Linked DNA regions of Mus musculus: all the other regions are linked to region 2. A link is a contact called in public ChIA-PET and HiChIP or PLAC-seq data. All regions are on one chromosome and are shown on one strand. The core of a region is the stretch at or near the end of the contact, and the rest is flanking DNA. Distances in the headings are between cores, read along the strand shown. Region 1 has its middle 32 kb from the start of Gm33643. Region 2 has its middle 4.9 kb from the start of Gm34770. Region 3 has its middle 6.6 kb from the start of Gm34004. Region 4 overlaps Gm51680 (a long non-coding RNA gene). Region 5 overlaps Gm51680 (a long non-coding RNA gene).

Region 1 (2,700 bases), core at 41-2,540, 770 kb before region 2:
GTTAGGCCCCTTAATCTAGTGTTGATTTCTTCTTGACTCTGCCTGTCTTCACCTTTTGTGTTCTCAGCCAATTCACCTGAGGAAGAAGACAGAGGTCAGACAGATGCTCGGCTCTCTCTGCCTCAGCACTGGCACGCTCTTCCCTCATTCTTGGCTGTGTTGGAACACATCCTAACAAAGCCCTTTCTATTGTCCTCGGGAATTTACAAGCCACAGCACATTCTGGGATTTGGCCACTCCATCACTCACCTTACAGGCTGAGGGTGGGGAACTTGGTTCTCTATCTCTTTTGGCTGGATCTCTTGCCCTCTGTCCTTTAAAAACAAAACAAAAACCTTGACTCCCCTGAAGCATCATGGGAAAACACAGGATCTCTGCAATTGCTTCTGTAAAATGACTTATTTCTGTCTTCTCATAATTGGAAGACATCCCCCATCCTTCTGGAACTATCTTCCTTTTCTAGAGTTCCCAGCTCTGCTTCTCCTGAGCCTCTTTCTTGAGTCTATAAATAGCAGTAATGTTAGCATTAAATATTTGCATACTAGTGAGGCAGATTCAAACACAGTCTGTCTGGCTCCCCAGCCTGGGGGAATTACATGGCTATTTGTTATGAGGATTTCCTTGTGGGGGTTGGGAGGACTAGGCAACACATCCTATGTACATCCCCTCTTCAAAAGGCCCTAATAACAAATAGGTATGACTCAGCCCAAGTTCACTCTGAGAAACCAACAAGTTTATTAGGATTACTAACAGATCAGTAAATAAAGGGTTATGGGCAGCACGAGTGGCCTTAAAGCTGCCACACTGGAAAGTCTGCACCCAGCAGGCATGGTAACTCCTACACGGAGATGCAGATTGAGCCTGTCCCTAGTCCCTCCCAGCCTGTAGACTTCTTGCCTTTTCCTGAGGTCATGTGCAATCAGGACAGAATTGTGCATAACTGGTTAGAGAAAGGGCTGTGTCCTCTCTGCCCCTCCTCCTACAAGGGATGGCCAACCATTGGCAAGCCCAGATGTGATACAAGCCCAGATGTGATGCACGCTTTTGCAAGTGGACACAGCTTTACTCCTGAAAGTGAGTTTGGTTCGGAAGATATTCCTGTCCACTGGTCTGCCCTGTGTCTCTGGGTTTCTAGAATCTACTTTCATGACTCTCACACTGTCTTTGTTTGAGTCTCACCAGACATAGATGCCAAGAAAAGAATGTGGGCACGATAAGGGTTGGGAAAGAGTAGGAGTGTTAAAGGAGAGGTGACTCAATGGATACACAGTGCTCTCTCTGTAAACACGGGGACCAGAGTTTCAGCCGCAGAGCCTTTGTAAGCCAGATATAACATTGCACACCAGAAGTGGAGATAAGGGACTCTGGGGGCTCACTGTCCAACCAGACCAGTGAGAGACCCTGTTTCAAAAACGACAGAGTATCAGTCCTGAGGAATGATGCCTGAGGTTGTTTTCTCTCTCTCCTCCCTCCCCCTGCCCCACGTGAATATGGACATATACACACAGATGCAAAGGAGTTTTTGAGAACTGATCTTACAATTACAGTAGGTAGTGAACTGAGGCACAAAATAAAAGAACCTGCCTGACACAGTGTGTGTGTGTTATCCTGCAGGCTGCTGCTGGGAGCAACCAAAGCTTAACCCACTGGGGAATCTCAGGGAGATCCCCTAGAGCACACTTCAGTGTCCCCCAGCAAAGGGAAAGGAAGCGATTACCCAATTCTCCAACTCTGAATGGCAGTGAGAAGCTTCCAGAAGCATTAACTCCTGGCTGCCTGGGTTAGACTCGATGCACAGTCTTGGGTGTTCACAGTAGATAACAGAGGACTGTAGTGGGAATGGCCTGGTCTACATAATGTATTGTAAGCTGCTTGTATTCCAGGATAGCCCTGAAGGGCTTTTAAGTGCCTGTGCTCCTGGTGGGTCTGCCTTTGGATCTGACTGCATCTCTGCCTCACTCTCTTCTAACTCCTGTCTCCTGTCCCTGAAACTCACTCCACAGGTGGCTTTCCAACAGTATTCAACAGGCATCCCACTCACTAAATTATAGCTGAGGCTCTTACTTCACTGTTGCCCATCCCCGCTCTTTCCCCTTTGCTGTGCCTACAGCCCTTCCCAGCCTCTGATGGAAGGCGTGTCTGCACCGCTCACCTCTGGAAGCCACTGTGTCTTCCTGACTTGCTTTGACCAAGGCAGTGTATCATACTGGCTTTTGAGTCTTACTCTTAGTGTATTTCAGCTTCCCTTATGCTCCCTGAACACCCTTCCTCTGGGATGTAAACAAACCCCTTCCAACTGTCTCACTCAAGAGCTGTGTGGGGGAACTGAGGCGCGCAGCCAGTAGCCAGTACCATCTGAGGCCTTCTCAGCTAGATAGTCCTGCCGAGCCATCCTAATGTTTGTTTGTTTAATTATTTATTTTGTTTATTTATTATTTATCTGTAGGTGGGTGTATGCCTTAGGTGCTTCCCAGCTTCTATTTTTGAGAAATGACCTCTTTGGATATCACCAATTCATCTGGCTGATCAGCAAGCTTTGTCTCCCCCTGTCCCCGCCCCGCTTCTTACCATAGTGTGCTTGGGGTTACAGACATATGCCACCGTGTCTGAAGTCCTTGGGTCCATACTCAGGTCCCATGCTTGTACTGTAATTACTTTACAGACTGAGTCACCCCCTTCCCGCCTCCAGACTTGTGAATT
Region 2 (2,700 bases), core at 112-2,611:
TTTCGTTCTTCATCTCAGAGATAGATTGGCCTTCAGTACAATTACGACTCAGTTGTTTTTTTTTTTTAAAAAGTGTGTGTGTGTGTGTGTGTGTGTGTGTGTGTGTGTGTGTGTGTATGCTCATGATATGAAAGCCCAAGTACATGTGTGTGCATGCACATGTAGGTTGACATCAGACGTGTCTTCCTCTACCGCTCTCCATCTTGTTTTTTGAGACATGATTTCCCCTGAAACTGAGGCTTACCAGTTCTGCAAGGAGGACAGTGATTCCTAAGGATCTTGCTGTCTCTGCGTCCCCAGCTCTGGGATTACAGGTGCTCACCATCATGCCTGGTTTTAATGGCGGGCTAAGCCATCTCCCCAACACCCTACCCCCTCCTTTTTTTTAAACTTTTGAACATCAAGTAAGATACTGGTGACAAGCATGCTCTGTGGACTGGGTAGCCGCATGCACGCATGTGGGAGAATATCAGGACCATCATTTTCATTCTTCCTATTTACTGTTCCTGTAACTATCAGCACCATCAGCATTATCAGCATCATCAGCAGCATCACCATTATCTCCCCACCCCTCACTTCTCATGCACACGTTATCTTCCCAACTGGCCTGTTGAGCATCTCTCTACTAGGGACCAACCAGTGGCTTATTTCCAACCTCTCGTTTTCCCACACATAGCACAGGGCTCTCTACACAATAGGTAACAGAGATGGTTTCCCAATTGATTGATAAACTCAGAGAAAAATAAATCCAAGGAAGAGTATTGTGTCTGATGAGAGGTCTTCCACAGCCCCTGCTTCCTTCCTTTGAGCATCTTGAAACAAACAAGGAGAGCAGCATGGTGATAAAATTCAAGTGGGCTGTCCCATGCCACCTTATGCCAGGACACTTCTCTTTCCAAAGCCTTCAGCCTTTCTAAGAAAGGAGTCCAGGAAGCCCCACTGTTGGCAAACTGAGCAAGCTTCGGCCATGCCAACTCCAGGAGGACTAAGTCGTTGGCTATGCCCGACCTTGAGGCAGGACTCTACCTCTTGACCTTTGGATGTTTTGGCAGGGACTATCACTCCACTGAAAGAAGCCCTTCTCCATAAGGGAGATGGCTATTTGTACATGCAACTTCATAAGTTCCTCTTGGCATACTTGCAAATGTCTCTTTCTTACTCCTTGATGCACCAAGACTTCAAGAAGTAAAGTGTCAGTTTAAGGCTCATAAGGGAGGTAAGGCAGAGCTCTGCTCACCTCTCATTTCCCATCGAGCACTCAGAAGCATGCTGGCTGAGCCTGCTGCCAAGTCTCTCCCTGAGTCCCCTGGCTCCCTATTGCACAGGACGCTAAGGTCAACCACATCCTGCCACGTCCTCGCAGAAGAGATATCAGTCCCCACCACTAGCATTCTCTGTCCCACCACAGCCAGGCCAGCCCAGGAAGACTCAGGGCTTCCTTCTCCCTCTGATAACCACTGAGCGTCAGAGCCTTGCTCCAAGCTCCCGCATCAGAGTCAGCTGAGGAGTTTGCTCACACTGCAAAGCTGTAGGCCAGCTGCAAGGTGGGGAAAATGAAGGAAGGCTCAGACATCTGTGTTCATGGGGCTCATTAGATTGATTCCATGAGAGCTTGAGTCTGGGAGCCTCCAGTCCAGACTGTGTGTGTGTGTGTGTGTGTGTGTGTGTCTGTGTGTGTCTGTGAGTGTGTGTGTGTCTCTGTGTATGTGTCTCTGTGTGTGTATGTCTCTGTGTGTGTCTCTGAGTGTATATGTGTCTGTGAGTGTGTCTGTGTGTACGTGTCTGTGTGTGTCTGTGTGTATGTCTGTGTGTGTATGTGTGTGTATGTCTCTTTGTATGTATGTGTCTCTGTGTGTATATATATCTAAAGATCAGGAGTCAACCTAAAGTATCAAGTGTTGTTGCTCAGAAGACGTCCAACTTGTTTTTATTTGCTGTTAATAATGAACCAGGGCCTCATTGGAACCTGAAGCTCACTGATTCAGCTAGACCAGCTGGCCAGCCAGCCCAAGGAATCCCCCTGCCTCTGCCTCCTCTGCACTAGTTTTGCATGCACATGCCACAACACTCAGCTGGAGACAGAACTCAGATCTTCAGGCTCACTCCTCAGGCACTCTACCAGTCCCCAGCCTAGAAAGGGAGGGACCCTGTCCTAGTTCCTTTGCCTGTAGGATTGCGGTGTCTTTGGCTGGTCTGTGATGCACCTGTCATGGGTGCTGCCAAAGGCTGTTGAGCTCATACTTTGCCCTCAGGAAAGCGGGTTGAGGATGTTCTTGAATCCAGCCTGAGATCTGAGACACCCAGCTCCATATAAGCAAGAGGAACAGCAAGCTGTGGAGGGAAGATAGGCCTTTGAAGGAGCATTCAGGAAGAACCTCCAGAATCAAGGCTGAGTCAAGTGGACATTGAAAGAACCTCCTTCTCAAAGTGGTGGGATGTTAGACCTCAGCTCCAAAGAGTCACTAACCCCTCTCTCAAGAGGAGGAGAATGGCCGCAGGCCAATCAAGCCTAGCTTTAATCTAGCTATGCCCAGGCTTATGCTTTGTCCAGAGCCATTTTTAAAGCTGGAAAATGTTCACAATCTGGCCTTCCCCTGCTGCCCTCCAACCATGACCAGCAAAGATGTCCTTCTGTGGCTATATGAGAAAGCCCCTGCGTGCCCAGGCAAGTTCCCTCAATACCACAGCAGCATGGTGCTG
Region 3 (2,700 bases), core at 115-2,614, 590 kb before region 2:
GCACCCACATAAAGCTGGTTGTGCTGATATGTAATTACCAGCACTGGAAAGGTGGAGGCAGGAGGATTCCTGGGACTTGCTGCTCAGCCAGTTTAGCTGAACAAGAGCTTCAGATTCAGAAAGAGCCTGCCTCAAAACATAAGATGCAACGTGAGTGAGGAGGACATGTGGGCTGACCACTGCTGTGCACACTGGTGTACACACACACACACACACACACACACACACACACACACACACACTGTCCTCTGCCCTTCACAGGCATGTGTTCTCATTTGCCTTCCATTGCTCTGATAAAACATTGACTCAAAGCAACCTGGGGAGGAAAGAGTTTGCTTGGCTCACGTGTCTCCATAACTGTCCATTCACACCGTCAAGGCAAGAACGGTGGAATGATGCTTACAGGCTTGCTCTTCCTCTGTCGCTCCCTCCTCAGCTTGCTCTTCTTATACTACTCAGGACGACCTATGCAGGGGTGGCACCACCCACCGGGAGCCCAGCCCTCACGCATCAATCATTAAGAAAATGCCTCACATTGCTTCTAGGCCATCCTTAGAGAGGCATTTTCTCCGTTGAGGTGCCCTCTTTCCCTGATGACGGTAGCTTGTGTCAACCCAAACAAACAAACAAACAAAAAACCAAACCAACCAACCAAACAACAACAAACAACCAGCACAACATGCAAGCCTGAGTGCCAACATCAGCTCGGAAACCTCATTACTATCTAAAGGCCTAGGGAAGGGGAGGAAATGACTTACACAAGAAACTGCAGGGATATGAGTGGGACTGAGGCCCAGGGCCTCTGACTGGGGAGGAATCAACTCTCCATTCTTCTAGACTATGCTAGAACCATGGGAACAGCCAGAAAGATGAACTCTGTGAGCTCAGTGTTATTACTGCATCTGTCTGTCTGTCTGTCTGTCTGTCTGTCTGTCTGTCGTGTGTGTGTGTGTGTGTGTTGAGGATATATGTGTGTTGCTTTTGCCTCTTTGGGCATTATTTTGTTTTGTTTGTCTTGTTATTCTGTCTCTGCAGCAGATGGCAGGCCTGGGGTTTAATAAGGAAGGGCACGTTATTGTGATTTTACAACATTTCTCTGCTTGTCTGTTTTTGGCAGGAATGAGATGTCACTAAATGTTCATCCAAGCCATTTCTGGTTCTTCCTGGGAACAGCTCTTGCTTCTGGATAGGGCAGGTGAGGTCTGACCGCTGGCAAGGAGTGGCAGAAAGGAGGGCGATGAAGCAGAAACTGCAGGAAGCCTCGGGACTGGGGGGAATGGGTTGAGGTTTGCATTTCTGGTCTGCCAGTCCCCCATAAAGCTCACAAGTAGGGGCTGCTAGCAAAGCCCTGTGCAGGGCCACAGTGACAGTCTAGAGCAGCAGAGGCCAGGACTGCAGGTGTCCTCCCAGGGAGCTAAAGGGACCCTGAGGCAAGGCCCTCACGTCCTGTCTCTGGAGACCCACAGCCTTTGTAGCAAAACAAAGTAGATACCAAGATGGAGCATGCTCCCGGTTTTATATAAACTACACCCCTCCCTTCATCTCCTCTTGGTATATTCTATGTTCTAGACTTTTCTTAGGCTAAGAACAAATCCCTGGCAGTATTTAAGAAAGTGAGTTCTGGAGGCAGACTGCTTGTATTTTCATGTACAACTCTACCAGATGCTGGCCCTACCACTGGAGAAAGTTCCAAAGCCTTTCCTTGCCTCAGTTTACCCAGCTGTGAACTTGGAATAACAATGACAGGCACCCAATAGGATTGTCTCCAACAAGTTAACTCAGTAAGTAAAAAGGGTGTTTGGGGGCCTTGTGTCTCCCCACACTTCACGCCCCACACTCCTCCATTCCTACCCACACCAGCTTCAGAGAACACTGAATCACACCCCAGCCACTGCCTAAAGAACCAACTTCCAGATCAGTTTATTACCAAAACACAGGATAAATGTTTTCCTACGCTCCATAAATGGCTCCCCAGCTCTGCAAAAATGAAATATTCCTTTCATTATGGAATGAAGAAGCCGTTTATCTAGTGTCTTAAGTGGCATGAATAGGGTGTGCAGCCCTCAACAGAGGGATAATGACGCTGCTGATTTTCGCCAGCTTGGGACAGGCTGACACACTGTGTACACGGGGAAGGAATGGAGGCTTCTAGAAGGGGAAGCGAGAATCTTTCTCTCCCGCCAGGAACAAGGTGCAAAGTGTCTGGGCCCAGGCTGCTCCTGCCAGGAAAAGTATTGGGATTCCACCTGGCATCTCTAGGTGCCAGCACTGAGCTGAAGCCGGGGGGAACCCCATCTGGGGAGAGAACAGAGAGACCCAACAGATCCTAGGATGCCACCTGCCATACCCATGGTCACCATTGTCACACACACCCTGCCACCCCCAAAATCCACATGCTGATTTAGAACTCTGGAAGCACAGGTGTTGAAAAGTATTTTGCTTCAAACAAACAAACAAACAAACAAACAAACAAATGTATGGTGAGTTTTCAAGAGAGGGAAGGGATTCAGACAGTCTTGTCAATGGTCTCTCAGATCCTGATGTCTCCCACTGAGCTCTTTCTACCAATGTACTACTCCCATTTAACCACTGTACTTAAAAAGGCAGGGCTCCCAGGCTAACAGGAGGTGCTCAGCTCCAAAAAGGGGAGCCTGATGGCACAGCCAACACCTCAGTGGTGCAGCGACAGGCTGGGCAGCT
Region 4 (2,700 bases), core at 115-2,614, 670 kb before region 2:
TAGTTGAGCTGGTGTGTGTGTGTGTGTGTGTGTGTGTGTGTGTGTGTGTGTGAAAGAGAGAGAGACAGAGAGACAGAGGGAGAGACAGACAGATACACACACAGAGACAGAGAGAGACAGAGACAGAGAGAGACAGACAGATGAGGGAGGGGGGAGGAGGGAGACCCTTGACAACCTCAACACCTTCAGGGAGGGGCCATCTGTTGATAGTGTTGTGGTATTGTATTTTGGGAGCCATGTTCTAGGGCCAGGACTGCAGAGGGCAGAAATGGAAGGCTTGCTATCTTCAGGACGGCGTTGATGGTGGTAATGGCCCCACTAAGCAGGAAGAGGGCACTGTGGAATCATCAAGCTTTGAAACTCTGGGTGGGGCCAGCCACACAGCTTCAAGGAGTCAAGTTGAACCAGCCCACTTGGTTGGTTAGCTACAAACTGCTGAGCTGCCTCAGCAACAATTCTACTATCAGCTGATGGCTATTAGAACCCTGTTCTGTAAGATCATGGTCACATTTGATCTTTACGGTCATACTCCAGTCTTACAGGTGGGAACACTGAGGCTCAGCAAAGACAAGAAAAGCCATTTAAGGTTAACATCATCTAGCTAGCAAACTGTTGAGCTGGCAATCCCAACCACACCTCTGACCCCAAAGCCCAAGCCACAAGCCACTTTGCTGTGCTGTACCAGAGCTGAGCTGGGCAGTCAGCATGCTTCCCACAGAAGAGTGGGGGTGGGGGTGGAGGTAGGGGGTGGGAGGTAGGTATATCACATAGCAGCTGACACCTGCCAACTCTACCTAGGTGTCAGTTGCTATTTCACAAGTAAGTTCTGCTCTGGTTTCTTCTCAAGGGCCACTAGGTCTGGCCAGGATGTGGAAATTTACCATCAGGTTCCGTCTGACCTTGAACGTTGCCAGTAGAGAGTAGGGTGAGGTCCGCAGCCTGTGAATCTGAGCTCAACCCCAGGTTGGTGAGGGCTCTTGGGTTGCCTACCTTAGGCATGGACATTTCCTGCTCATCTGCAGGGCCAGAGTGGATGATGTTCCAGCATAGAGAAAGGAGGAGCCTGGGACCTAGGACAGCTTCCTGGCATATGTCTGAGGCTCCTCCATCCACAGGATACTGGTAACCAGAGACTGGTTTGACATGAGGGGGCTGTGGGTAGTGATGGGGTGCCCTTTGGGAGAATGGGGAAGCCATGGTTAGATCTTGTCGTTCTGAGCTTCCTGCCCCTCCCTCACATGGGCAACAGAACCAAGCTGCCAGAATCAAATGAGCCAGAAGAGGAAGTTTTAGATGACTGACTGGTATCTTCATTTGCAGATCAGGAAACTGAGGTTTGAGGGCAGCTATGACTCATAATAGGTGACAAGTCACTGAGGGTTGAGATGAACAAGCACCCGAGCTCCCTCAACCCCTGCAGACACATGGCCTTCCTTGATGGGGGTTGGGGTGGGGGTGGTTCGATGGCGTCATCCGAGTCTAGTCGTCCTCCTGTTCCCTGGAGCCAGCTCCCCCTACAGGCCAGACATACATTGCCCTTTGCCAGGAGGTCTGGGCACCTTAGCTGCATGGTCTCTGTTCATATGTCAGGTGGCCTGCCTCCTCTCCTGAATGCTTGCTCGTCTTCTATTATGTGGAACACTGTTTTCTTCTCTAGTAAGGGTACCCCAGTTTCCTGCTGGAAATGATCCCTGCTCTGATTCCCACAACACCAGATCTCTCTCAGTTTCTGTTCTGCCTCTCTGTCTCTCCGTCTCTGTGTGTGTGTGCGTGTGCGTGCGTGTGCATGCATGCATGCCTCAGTTCTCTCTGTCTCTCAGCCTCTCTGTCCCTCCCTATTTCTTTCTGTATCTGTCTCTTTCTCTGTCTGTCTGTCTATATATATTTCTCTCTCTCTCTCTCTCTCTCTCTCTCTCTCTCTCTCTCTCTCTCTCTCTCATACACACACACACACACACACACACACACACACACACACACACACACAGCATGTTCCTCCTTTACCAGGTGATAGAAAGGGCAGGCACTAAACTCCGGTGCGGACATGAGTAATCTAGACTCTAGAATGTTTGAGGCTCACACCTCCTGAACTCTACACTCCCCATACCCAGGAGCCAATCTGTTTCTTCTGCAGAACCGTCTCTGTGATCTCGGAATGGCTTTCCCAGAATTGCACGGTGCTCCTCCGCCCATGCTGCCATATGAAGGACCCACTTGTGTGCCTGCCCTGTGCCTCAAGTGAGGCAGATGCTTGGTAAATGTACTGTGGCTTCAGTGCCGCCATAACAGAGAGAGCTGCTCATCTCCCCCCCCCCCCGCCCCCGGTTCCTTTCTGAAGCCTCCCTTCCCTCTCTGATTCCTCTTTGAACCCCCTTCAATTTCCTGCCTTTTCCACTGAATTTTTCATTGGGAAGAAGCGCGTTTAAAGATGTGAAGCACACGCTTTGCTGGGTCTCAGCTTTGATGAATCTTTGATGCTGAGGCTGAGGAGTCAAGGAGATGCACCAGGCTGGGGAAGGAGGGAGGGGCGGGGAAGAGGCCTGCAAGGATGTTATCCTCCTTCCCAGCACCTCCCACAGGGAGTTCATACACCTGCCATGTTCCTAGCCTAAGAGTGTTCTGCAGTGGGAACCTGCGTGCGTGCAGGCAGGTGTGGTGTGTGTGCGTGTGTGTGTGCGTGTGTGTGCGTGTGTGTGTGTG
Region 5 (2,700 bases), core at 63-2,562, 640 kb before region 2:
TGGAGTACAGCTCCAGTTTCAGGGGATCCAACGCCCTCTTCTGGCCTCCACGGGCACTGCACCCATGTGGTACATATACATCCATGCAGGCAAAATACTCATACAAACAAACAAACAAACAAAAAAAAATCTTGAAAGAAAAAAGCCCTTCTTTGAGACACCTGCTCACATCAGTCAGAAGGGATACCATTAAGAAATCTGACCCCAAAGGTTGGAGAGGAAGGGAAGGGTCCTTCATTACTCTTGGCAGGAGTGCAAGTCAGCACAACCATTGTGCAAACCAGTTTGGAGTTTTCTCAAAAAACAAAAAAAAACCCCAGACATTAAAAATAAAACAATCATGTGTCCTGGCTCTAGCATTCCTAGACTCCAAAGCACTCCATATCCTACCACAGAGACATTTGCACACTCGTGTGCATGCCTATGTGCATACCATTGCTATGTTCACAATAACAGGGAAACGTGACCAGCCTATGCGTCCATCAACCGATGAGTGGATAATGGGGATCTGGCACATATACATGATGAAATAGTATGCAGTGGTGAAGAAAAATGATGTCACAGAATTTTCAGGAAAATGGATGGATCTGGGAAGTATAACGCTAAACAATGCTAAACCCAAACTTAGACAGAAAACACATTTTCCTTCATATGTGAACATATGCACAGGCATTCGCATGGGTAAAATCTAAAAGTCTAGAGAGACGGCCAAGAGAAGTAATATTAGGTAATGAGAAAGGACGGGGGTCAGGACACTTGGCGCTTGAAAGGGGAAAGAGATCAGAGGCAGCCACAAGGGAGGAAGAGGAACTGCTAGTGTGGTTGGGAGGGGAAGGGACTCACACTTTGTTAGAAGATATCCTACTGGCTTCTAACACATTATGCGCTAATTTAAAAACAGAATCATGTGTAGCCACATGCTGGCTGCCCAGGGAGAGAGCTCCATTCTGCTGGGGCCCTTTACCCAAGAGCTTTTTCCTTCTTCACCCAATGTATCTTTCTAGGTAGAAGATACACACTCCTCAGCAGGGTTGCTTTTGAAAGCCCAAGCCTGGGATGGGGGTGTGTAGGGGGTGGGGGGGTGGGGGGAGACTGTGGAGCTTTGCCCCTGCAGCTCCGATACAGCCCCAGCCCCACCTTTCCCTGCATTGTAGCCAGGTTTTTTTTTTTTTCCATTTGAAGAACGACTTCTCACCCACAGTTGCATCAATCTGTCCACAGACAAAGTGAATCATGTCGCAAGCTCTGGTTCTGGCCTGTGCCCTATGCTCTGGTGATGGGCTGGCTGGGCCAGGCCTCTAGTAGGGGAACTGTTTTGACTTGGACCTAGCAGAGGGAAGCAAAGGCCAGGAGAGGGATGCCAGGGGTTGGGGAGTAGTTATGAGATCCTGTTGAAGTCACCAGACAGAGGCCAGTGACCTGTGTTGGGATTACCCCAGTGAACTTTCTGGCTTGCTCATCCTACAGCCCTACAGCTAGCACAGCAGAAAAAAAAAAAAAAAAAAAAAAAAAGGAGCAAACCACTGGATTTACTTTGCTGTGCTGAGGGGATGGGCAGGCTTGGCCGCGTTGCTTCTCTTTTCTCTATTTGGGACTCTGAGTTTCAGTTCTCCTTTAGATGACACACAGTGGCCGTGGCCTGAGGGCTCCCAATCACAAGGGTAGTTTCTTCTCACTTTCTGCTTCAGAAACACAGCCTAGGTTTGGAGCCACACACACACAGGGGAAAGTCTGTCTGCGGGTGTCTGATGGCCCTTCCTGAAGGCAGAACCAAGTGTCCTTCTGCTCCAGAGACAGGAAGGTGAATCTGTCCATGTGTGTCTGTGTATGTGTGCAGGCACAGGCACTGCTAGTGTGGTGTGTACACGTGTGTGGAGAGATATGTCTCTGCTCTCAGGGAACTGGGACCCCATCTCTGTTGGGTCATTCACGGGTACCATCTCAGCATGACATCCACCATAAATCGGCACTGGGACCCAGGGTTGCATGGATAGCCATAGACTGGGCATCTAGGCAATGTCTCTAAGGCCGGCAAGGGTGGAATCTGAGTGGGAAGAGGGATGGGGTGGAGGGAGCAGCAGGTGCCAGAGGGTGCAGAGAACCATGTGGGGAATGACGAATTCAATGTAACTGTAACACGGTCAGGGGCTTGGGTCCGAAGACACTTAGGATGGTAAAGCAAAAGTACTTGATGGTGAAAATAACTGCAATGAATTGGTGCTTGGTCAAGGACTCGGGTTCAGTTCCAACACTGTGGTGGTTTGAATAGGAATGGCCTCTATGGACTCATGTGTTTGAGTGCTTGGTCATAGGGAGTGTCACTATCAGGAAGCGTGGCCTTGTTGGGGTAGGTGTGAGCTTTTGTAGAAAGTATGTTCCTGTGGAGATGAGCTTTGAGGGCTTATATGCTCACACTATGCTGTGTGGCACATAGTCTCTCCTTGCTGCCTGCAGCACCGTGTCTGCCTGCACACTGCCATGCTTCCCACCATGACGATAATGGACTAAACCTCTGAAACTCTAAGCCAGCCCCAATTCCGGAGTCTTCCTTTACAAGACTTGCTGTGGCCATGGTGTCTCTTCACAGCAATGAAACACTAAGACAAGCACCCACCATTATCCATAACCCCAGTCTCAGGGGATCCGAAGACTGCTTCTGGCTTCTAGGGGCACTAGCCACAGCCATGGTGCATATGCATA

Evidence for each region. ChIA-PET counts read pairs in DNA pulled down with a chosen protein or histone mark. HiChIP or PLAC-seq counts read pairs in DNA pulled down with a chosen protein or histone mark.
Region 1: a contact with region 2 is called in an HNF4G HiChIP or PLAC-seq map of pancreatic cancer cells. The contact joins two enhancer-like sites. A contact is called at or near these places in 1 of 15 datasets of contacts at CTCF or cohesin (pro-B cells), 1 of 484 Hi-C or Micro-C datasets (bone marrow-derived macrophages), 4 of 115 datasets of contacts at active chromatin or transcription factors (embryonic stem cells, large pre-B cells and pancreatic cancer cells) and 1 of 9 other capture datasets (embryonic stem cells).
Region 3: a contact with region 2 is called in an H3K27ac HiChIP or PLAC-seq map of large pre-B cells, with 5 times the contacts expected there. The contact joins two enhancer-like sites. A contact is called at or near these places in 1 of 484 Hi-C or Micro-C datasets (bone marrow-derived macrophages) and 5 of 115 datasets of contacts at active chromatin or transcription factors (embryonic stem cells and large pre-B cells).
Region 4: a contact with region 2 is called in an RNA polymerase II ChIA-PET map of effector CD8 T cells, with 11 read pairs. The contact joins two enhancer-like sites. A contact is called at or near these places in 1 of 15 datasets of contacts at CTCF or cohesin (the NIH/3T3 cell line), 8 of 484 Hi-C or Micro-C datasets (the G1E-ER4 cell line, LSK cells, bone marrow-derived macrophages and 4 more), 5 of 115 datasets of contacts at active chromatin or transcription factors (CD8 T cells, acute myeloid leukemia, effector CD8 T cells and 2 more) and 1 of 9 other capture datasets (embryonic stem cells).
Region 5: a contact with region 2 is called in an H3K4me3 HiChIP or PLAC-seq map of the 230-238 cell line, with 6 times the contacts expected there. The contact joins two enhancer-like sites. A contact is called at or near these places in 2 of 15 datasets of contacts at CTCF or cohesin (large pre-B cells and pro-B cells), 6 of 484 Hi-C or Micro-C datasets (Th1 cells, bone marrow-derived macrophages, embryonic fibroblasts and 3 more), 14 of 115 datasets of contacts at active chromatin or transcription factors (the 230-238 cell line, the NIH/3T3 cell line, Th17 cells and 9 more) and 1 of 9 other capture datasets (embryonic stem cells).

What each region holds. Positions count from the first base shown.
Region 1 is chr9:60,899,406-60,902,105 of GRCm38.p6, forward strand. No RefSeq gene overlaps it. Among named protein-coding and RNA genes, the nearest start is that of Gm33643, 32 kb to the left of the region's middle. Within about 2 kb of position 1,291, at least 38 of the 459 cell types and tissues checked have an H3K27ac peak or open chromatin away from gene starts, as enhancers often do. A contact at or near this core is called in pancreatic cancer cells, where this site is marked.
Region 2 is chr9:61,664,925-61,667,624 of GRCm38.p6, forward strand. No RefSeq gene overlaps it. Among named protein-coding and RNA genes, the nearest start is that of Gm34770, 4.9 kb to the left of the region's middle. Within about 2 kb of position 1,362, at least 93 of the 459 cell types and tissues checked have an H3K27ac peak or open chromatin away from gene starts, as enhancers often do. A contact at or near this core is called in the 230-238 cell line, CD8 T cells, the G1E-ER4 cell line and 6 more, where this site is marked.
Region 3 is chr9:61,073,962-61,076,661 of GRCm38.p6, forward strand. No RefSeq gene overlaps it. Among named protein-coding and RNA genes, the nearest start is that of Gm34004, 6.6 kb to the right of the region's middle. Within about 2 kb of position 1,365, at least 7 of the 459 cell types and tissues checked have an H3K27ac peak or open chromatin away from gene starts, as enhancers often do.
Region 4 is chr9:60,997,932-61,000,631 of GRCm38.p6, forward strand. The region is part of intron 1 of Gm51680 (a long non-coding RNA gene); the gene reads right to left. Among named protein-coding and RNA genes, the nearest start is that of Gm5122, 18 kb to the right of the region's middle. Within about 2 kb of position 1,365, at least 126 of the 459 cell types and tissues checked have an H3K27ac peak or open chromatin away from gene starts, as enhancers often do. A contact at or near this core is called in CD8 T cells, the G1E-ER4 cell line, effector CD8 T cells and 3 more, where this site is marked.
Region 5 is chr9:61,021,204-61,023,903 of GRCm38.p6, forward strand. All of the region lies in intron 1 of Gm51680 (a long non-coding RNA gene), which reads right to left. Among named protein-coding and RNA genes, the nearest start is that of Gm5122, 5.5 kb to the left of the region's middle. Within about 2 kb of position 1,313, at least 83 of the 459 cell types and tissues checked have an H3K27ac peak or open chromatin away from gene starts, as enhancers often do. A contact at or near this core is called in the 230-238 cell line and Th17 cells, where this site is marked.